Linked DNA regions of Sus scrofa: region 1 is linked to region 2. A link is a contact called in public HiChIP or PLAC-seq data. All regions are on one chromosome and are shown on one strand. The core of a region is the stretch at or near the end of the contact, and the rest is flanking DNA. Distances in the headings are between cores, read along the strand shown.

The links. HiChIP or PLAC-seq counts read pairs in DNA pulled down with a chosen protein or histone mark.
Region 1: an H3K27ac HiChIP or PLAC-seq map of alveolar macrophages shows a contact between it and region 2. The contact joins two enhancer-like sites. A contact is called at or near these places in 21 of 47 Hi-C or Micro-C datasets (adipose tissue, alveolar macrophages, blood and 12 more) and 2 of 2 datasets of contacts at active chromatin or transcription factors (alveolar macrophages and skeletal muscle).

Annotation. Positions count from the first base shown.
Region 1 is chr1:21,214,733-21,218,299 of Sscrofa11.1, forward strand. No RefSeq gene overlaps it. Among named protein-coding and RNA genes, the nearest start is that of SF3B5, 15 kb to the right of the region's middle. Within about 2 kb of position 2,064, at least 1 of the 83 cell types and tissues checked has an H3K27ac peak or open chromatin away from gene starts, as enhancers often do. A contact at or near this core is called in alveolar macrophages, where this site is marked.
Region 2 is chr1:21,126,696-21,130,734 of Sscrofa11.1, forward strand. STX11 (syntaxin-11) reads right to left here. Exons shown (of 2, transcript XM_021087115.1): 2 at 1,176-3,185. The coding sequence ends at 2,317. Among named protein-coding and RNA genes, the nearest start is that of TRNAL-UAA, 15 kb to the left of the region's middle. Within about 2 kb of position 2,011, at least 6 of the 83 cell types and tissues checked have an H3K27ac peak or open chromatin away from gene starts, as enhancers often do. A contact at or near this core is called in alveolar macrophages, where this site is marked.

The sequences.
Region 1 (3,567 bases), core at 814-3,313, 88 kb after region 2:
TGTGTTTTCCTCTAAGAGTTTTATAGTGTCTGGTCTTATATCTAGATCTTTAATCCATTTGGAGTTAATTTTTGTGTATGGTGGTAGGGAGTGTTCTCATTTCATTCTTTCCCATGTGGCTGTCCAGTTTTCCCAGCACCACTTATTGAACAAGCTGTCCTTTCTCCATTGTATATTCTTGCCTCCTTTGTCATAGATGAGTTGGCTGTAGGTGCGTGGGTTTAATTCTGGGCTTTCTATGCTCTGCCACTGATCTACATTTCTGTCTTTGTGCCAGTACCATGCAGTTTTGACGATTGTTACCATGAAATTTTAATATAAGAATCTTTATGTATGAAAGATTGTTTCAAGTTGCTGATCTCTTAGTTGCAAATGCATCTCCAATATGTTGCATTTGTACCCTCCTCTTCTCAAAATTTCTAGTATTTGCATGTGGATGATTTCCTACCTTTACTATGTTTTTCTTTACCAATGGGCCTTCTTATTTGTAACCTTTTTGTTTTTATTTTTATTTATTTATTTATTTGTCTTTTTGCCATTTCTTGGCCCGCTCCTGCGGCATATGGAGGTTCCCAGGCTAGGAAAAGAGCCACAGCAACGTGGGATCCGAGCCACGTCTGCAACCTATACCACAGCTCACAGCAATGCCGTATCGTTAACCCACTGAGCAAGGGCAGGGATTGAACCCACAACCTCATGGTTCCTAGTCAGATTCGTTAACCACTGTGCCACGACGGGAACTCCAATTTTTTTGTTTTTAGTTGTGGCCTTTTCTTTTCCACCTAGAGAAGTTCCTTTTGTATTTGTTGTAAAGCTGGTTTAGTGGTACTGAATTCTCTTAGCTTTGCTTGTCTGTAAAGCTTTTGATTTCTTCTTCCAAATCTGAATGAGAGCCTTTCTGGGTAGAGTATTCTTGGTTGGAGGCTTTTTTCCTTTCATCATTTTAAGTATATCTTGCCACTCCCTTTGGGACTGCAATTTCTACTGAAAAATCATCTGATAACCTTATCAGGATTCCCTTGTATGTTATTTGTTGCTTTTCCCTGGCCTCTTTCAATATTTTCTCTGTCTTTAATTTTTGTCAGTTTGATTAATATGTGTCTTGGAGTGTTCCTCCTTGGGTTTATTTTATATGGTATTCATTGTGCTTCCTGGATTTAAGTGAGTGGTGCTGTTCTCATGTTAGGGAAGTTTTTAGCTATTATTTTTTCAAATATTTTCTCTGGCCCTTTCTCTCTCTCTTCTCCTTTTGCCACCCCCTATAATGTGGATGCTGGTATATTTAAAGTTGTCTCAGAGTTTTCTTATACTATCCTCATTTATTTTAATTCTTTTTTCTTTATTCTGTACTGCATCAGTGATTTCCGCCAGTTTATCTTCCCCCTAGCTTATTTGTTCTGCTTCCTGTATTCTGTTATTGGTTTCTTCTAGTGAATTTTTTAAATTTCAGTTATTGTATTTTGCATCTATACTTGCTTAATCTTTTTTTTTTTGCCTTTTCTAGGGCTTCTTCCCATGGCATATGGAGGTTCCCCGGCTAGGGGTCTAATCAGAGCTGTAGCTGCCAGCCTACACCAGAGCCACAGCAATGCTGGATCCAAGCCACATCTGTGACCTACACCACAGCTCATGGCAATGCCAGATCCTTAACCCAGTGAGCAAGGCCAGGGATCGAACCCACATTCTCATGGTTCCTAATCTGATTCATTAACCACTGAGCCATGACAGAAACTCCTATACTTGTTTTAATCTTTAAATCTTCTATTTCTTTGTTAAATATTTCTTATAATTTATCAGTTTTTGCCTCCAGTTTTTTTCCTCTAAGATCTCGGATCATCTTAATTATCATTACTCTAAAAACTTTTTCATAGAGGTTGCTAATGTCCAGTTCATTTAGCTTTTTTTCTGGATTTTTTTCCCCTTATTCCTTCATCTGGATCTTATTTCTCTGCCTTTTCATTTGGTATAGCTTTTTGTGTGATCGCCTTATTGTAGGCTATCAACTTGTAGCCTCTCTTGCTTCTGGTGTCTTCCCCCTTGTGGGTGAAGTTGGTACAGGAGCTCATTGCAGGCTGCCTTATGGGAGGCACTAGTGGCTGCCCACTGGTAGGTGGAGCTTATTCTTGTCCCTCTGGTGGGTAGGGCTTTGTCTCTGGGTGTGATTAGAGGCAGCTGTGTCCTAGGAGGACTTTAGGGAGCCTGTTTGATGATGGATGGGGCTGTGTTCTCACCCTGTTTGTTGTTTGGCCTGGGGCTTCTCATCCCTGATGGGTAGCACCAGATTTTTCCCAAATGATCACCTTCAGGGAAGTTCACATTGATGATTATTCCCGAGACCTCTGCCTCCGATGTCCTTTTCCCCACAGTGAGCAACACCCACCCCCTGTTTTCCCAGGAGATCCTCCAAAACCTGCAGGTAGGTCTGACCCAGATTCTTATGCAGTTTCTGCTTTGCCCTGGGACCCAATGCACATGAAATCCTGTGTGCACCCTCCAAGAGTGGAGACTCTGTTTCCCCTAGTCCCATGGCGCTCTTGCACACAAGCCCTGCTGGCTTTCAATACCAGATGCTCTGGGGGCTCCTCCCAATGCCAGACCCCCAGGCATGGGAACCTGACATGGGGTTCAGAACTCACACTCTTGTGGGAGAACTTCTACAATATAGTATGTTTCCAGTCTGTTGGTTGCCCATCCGGTGGGTATGGGATTATTTATATCATGAAAATGCCCCTCCTACCATCTCGATGTGGCTTCTTTTCTGTCTTTGGGTGTAGGGTACCTTTTTTGGTAGTTTTCTATATATTTTGTTGATGGTTGTTCAGCAATTGGTTGTAATTTTGGTGTTTTTGTGAAAGTTGAGCTGAGATCCTACTCTGCCATCTTAATCCCGTGATTGCTAAGTTTAATTCATCTTCTACACTCAATCCTGTCTTTTAGAAATACAACATGTTCCTATCAAAATTTACATTCCAATGTTAGTACAGGTTTGGTGTTTTGTTTTTGATACAACTATAGAAAAAATTTTGGCACCAAATGAACTTTTAGAAAGTGTTAAGGCTTTATAGAGACTAATTTCTCAATGCAATTTAGAAATTGAGAAAAGAATGCCAAGAATTTTTGAGTCTTTCAAATATAGGCAGTCCCCAGTGCATAGAACTTCTTCCACATAGAAGACTACCCCCATCAGGCTCACATGTATAGAAACCCACTTCTGCTACTCCTAGTGACCAGACTACACAGGAACTGTAAGCCCACACTTACAGCCTCATGGAGGAAACATAAGAGAGGGAAAATGTGGAGAAAGTAAGGCAGAATGTTCATTCATTGCTGCCCCAAGGCTCTTGCTATAGTTCACCTTTTCGTCTTTCCCCCAGGCCTGTATTCCTATCTCTGGTGCCCCCCATTTCCACTCCAGAAGTCCCTGTGATTAGGTAGAACTAGAGAGCTTTTCATCTCATTTGGCCAACAGCAGTGAGTGGTGGGAGGGGGGTGAACCATATAGGTGAACACCACAATGTCAGTTTTCTTCTTGGCAATCCCATTTGGAATTCACAAATCATTTGATTC
Region 2 (4,039 bases), core at 761-3,260:
CACTGAGCCATGATGGGAACTCCAGAAGTTAATGATTCTTAAAGTTAAGAGCAACCCTTTCAGTCTACAAGAGAGTTATGCAATAATGAACATAGCACTGAGCATGTGCCAGGCACTGTCTTAAGTGTTTTTACATAGTCATTTACTTCTTACAACTCTATGAGATGAGTCCTGTTATAACCATTTTACAGATGAGGAAACTGAGGTGCAGAGAGGTTAAATAATGCCCTCAAGTCATACAGCTATACGGCAAAGTCATGATTTAAACCCAGAGAGTAGGGTCTGATTTTGTGTTCTTAATTGCTATGCCACACCTGATAGTTACTAAAAAGCAGGAAGAAAAATTCTTGCCTTTTCATAGCCAACAGTTCACTAATTCTGGTATATTAAAGTTTTTACCTAATTCTCCAATGAGAAATGTGGGCAATTAAAAAATACACAGAGCCAGCAAACTCTTTGACTTTTATGAATGGCTCTAAATGCAGAAAATGCTTTATGGGTTGAATTCATCAACTATTCTCTTTTGTGGAAACTAGCTGATGGACTATATTTACAAAATCTCTTGCCTCTTATCAAAGACAGAGCAATGAATCTGTTTGAAGATTTTTTTTTAGAGAAAGGGAATTAAGTCAAAGGTGAAACACATCTCTGGAATTAGCTGAGAAAGAAATGAGAGAAATCTGAGAAAAGCCTAGTGGGACTTGGTTTCCACAATTCTCATATTTAACCATGAAATTAAAATTAGGAGCAGGGCTAGATTTCACAGTCATAAGCAGGCTAGTCAGTGAGTTCCAAAGAGTTCACATACTCTTCTTTCTATTTCTATTAAAGTTTCACTGTCTGAAAACTCTGGGAATAACGACCATTGAATAAACTCTCGTTTATTAAATAGCGAGTGGAAAGAGTTAAGAGTTGACTTAAAGACAGAAAACATGGTAAATGTGAGTCAGGGCATTACAAAGTTTGCAAACAAAACCAGATCTCCAAAACAGGATGATTTTGTTAAACTATTGTAAATAACTCAGGAGAGAAAGCAACACACCCCCATGTGAATTAATTTTCATTTCCCCCCTCTATTCAGAGTTTCATCCAGATGTTGCAACCTCAGGCAGCTAGTAGACAATAATTGAAAAAGTAGACTAAGATTTAAATGGTCAAGACACAAATGCATAAAAAAGGATGTTTATAATGTGTTTATTCCACTAACTTGAAAAACAGGATTCTTTTATTTTAAATTACCACATTTGAATGCATGAAAGGAATGGGCCACAGTAAAACAAAAGTAATTACTTTTAAGACCATTTTTATTATCTCTAGTTTTGTATGCATTTTCAGAATTTTATCTGTCTTTATCACCATAACCAAGACAGAGATGTTCAAAACCAAGTTTTGACCCAAACTGGACTACTGAGATGCAGATGAAACAAGCAAATCAACACTAATAACCAGTAAAAATATTTTCCTGGATATTTATATACCATATTTACAAAAGTAAAGTTAAACCAATTGGTATTATGTACATGCATTAGTAAATATTTGTACTTTACATTTATATATATATGCATTTGTAAAAATCAAGTAAAAAGAAATTTTAAATTATTTTTATTTATGAAAAATATATATAATGTGACATACAAACTTTAATTTGAGTGCTTGTTCAATACTCAGTGCTTAAAAACATTTGGAAAAAAATCTCCAAATATATTCTGATAGAATATAAAGAGTTGAGGAAACAGTGATACTTGTGATTTAAACAAGTAGAGGAGGTGAGCAGAAAGAAGATACACATCCATGTGGGAATCACATAGCATAAACCAGATAAAGAGTAAGAAAAGGAAGATGTGCAGTTTTTCCCAAGGTCAATTTCACTCGAAAATGAATAGAACCAAGGTACTTTCAGGACAGGGTAAATGAATTGAAGTTTTAATAACCAGTCCTTACACAATGGGCTGATGCACAATTTGACTTCCTCCTAGAGGTTCATGAGCAAACGTGCCTTGGACATTTACCGTAGAGTACACTACAATGTCAGTTCCTCATTTGGCTTCCGTTAAGAGGCGAGGGTGTTTATGTGCCATATAATGATCTCACAAAATTTCAGGAGGTATCTGTCCTTACTGAAGAAACAATGGGGTGACATGTACCCTCTTTCCAAGTTCGAGCTGGGCTGGAATTCTTGGACCTTGAGTGTTTTCTTTCTCTAAAGAGCGAGGTCCATAGGCATTAGAGCAACTCATCCCAGTGCAAATGGCCTCAACATCTTTCCCAGGGTGCTTACTAGCCCTTTCAGGTCTGGGATCAGGTGTTGCAGGCCTGCTAGTTCAGGCAGGGGCAGCAGAAGCAGCAGATGGTCCGGCAGGGATTCTTCTTTTTGTACTGCACCGCCTTGCGCACCTGCACCTTGGCCTGGCCGGTGTAGTCAAGGGTCTTCTGCACGTTGAACTCGATGACGTCCAAGGTGTCAGCCTGCTGCTCCACCAGCATGGCCATCTGCAGGAAGAGGTCATGCAGGTCGCGGATGCGGCTCTCCAGCCGCAGCATCTCGCGGTGGCGGTTCTCGATCTCATTGAGGGCCGCCCGCGCGCCCTTCACATCAGCCAGCAGGTTCTCGGAGAACACGTCCCATTTGCCTTGTTCGAACATGTCCTCTATCTGGTTGCTCGAGACATCCTTGCCCATGATCTCCAGCTGGCGCTGGATGCGGATCTTACAGTTTTCGCGCTGCTTCATCTCGGCCTGGTTGTACTCGTGCATGGCAGCCTGGAAGGTGCGGGCGAGCGCGCTGTACTGCGCCTGCGCGATGCGCGCCACAGCCGAGTGCTCACCGTGCTTTGCCTGCGCCTCCTCGCTCAGCGCCTTCATGGCGCTCAGCTTGCGGTGGATGCTCTCACCCCGGGCCTTGATGTCCTTGGCAATCGAGTTGGTGTCACGCTTGATGCTGCTGAGACGCCGCATGGACGTGAGGAAGCGGGCGTTCTGCTTTCCCAGCCGCTTCACGTCAGTAAACAGCTGCTGGTTTTCATCCTGAAGCTCCTGGATGTCTCGGTACAAGGATTCCAGGATGTGGTCCGTCTCAAACACGATGTCCTCGTGAGGTGAGTCAAAGTCATCGTCCTTTTCTGGGAACTGCTGGTCATAGTGCTTGGTTAACTCCAAAAGTTCTACTAGCCGGTCCTTCATTTTGCCTGCAAGTAGAGATACTGAGGTTAAATTCCTCTAGGGAGAGTCAAATATTTTGCGTTGAGGGAATTGAAGATTAAAATAAACATTCTGCTTACTGCTTAGCACTCCAGATTCTTTACTCTTGGGTATAGGTAATAAACGCGGTAAAGGAGTTAAATGTCCCATGACATTTTTCTTATGAGTATAAAGGACTAATGTGACTAAGAGTCATGAACACATTTGTATTTTACAGCTGGTAGGTAGGAATCTGCAGTTCAATAGTAGAGGTGCCCAGAATACAATCAGCAATTTCAAATTTTAGAGTGCTTTGGGAACCCAACTCTTTTTCTTCCTTTACATGCTTCATAATCGCAAATCAAAACACATCAGCGAAAGGAAAAATAAGAAGAGAAGACTGGCAAAGATAATGATTGTTGAATATGGACAGCCAATTTACAAGGCTTTGGGGCCAACTCTAAGTGTTATCTATCTATTCTGTGTCTATTTCAGCACCAGTCCTTGATCTGGTACATCCTCAGTTCTATGCATCAAAACAGTTCTTTTAAAAATGATATAAATCATGGTTTATTTTTCCTCTTAAAAATTTAATAAATATAAAACATGGTTAATGTAAACAACAGAACAAACAAAGGTAAAAATCCAATAAGAAAATATAAAATTTGGAAGTTTACATTTCCTTGCTCTTCTAACATCATTGCTACATACTTCATTTTGAGTGTTTGTTCAATACTCAGTGCTTAAAAATATTTCCTCAGTATATTCTAATGGAATATATTAAGAGTACAAGAGGAGTTCCCATTGTGGCACATCGGAAATGAATCTGACCATCCACAAGGACGAAGGTTCAATCCCTGGC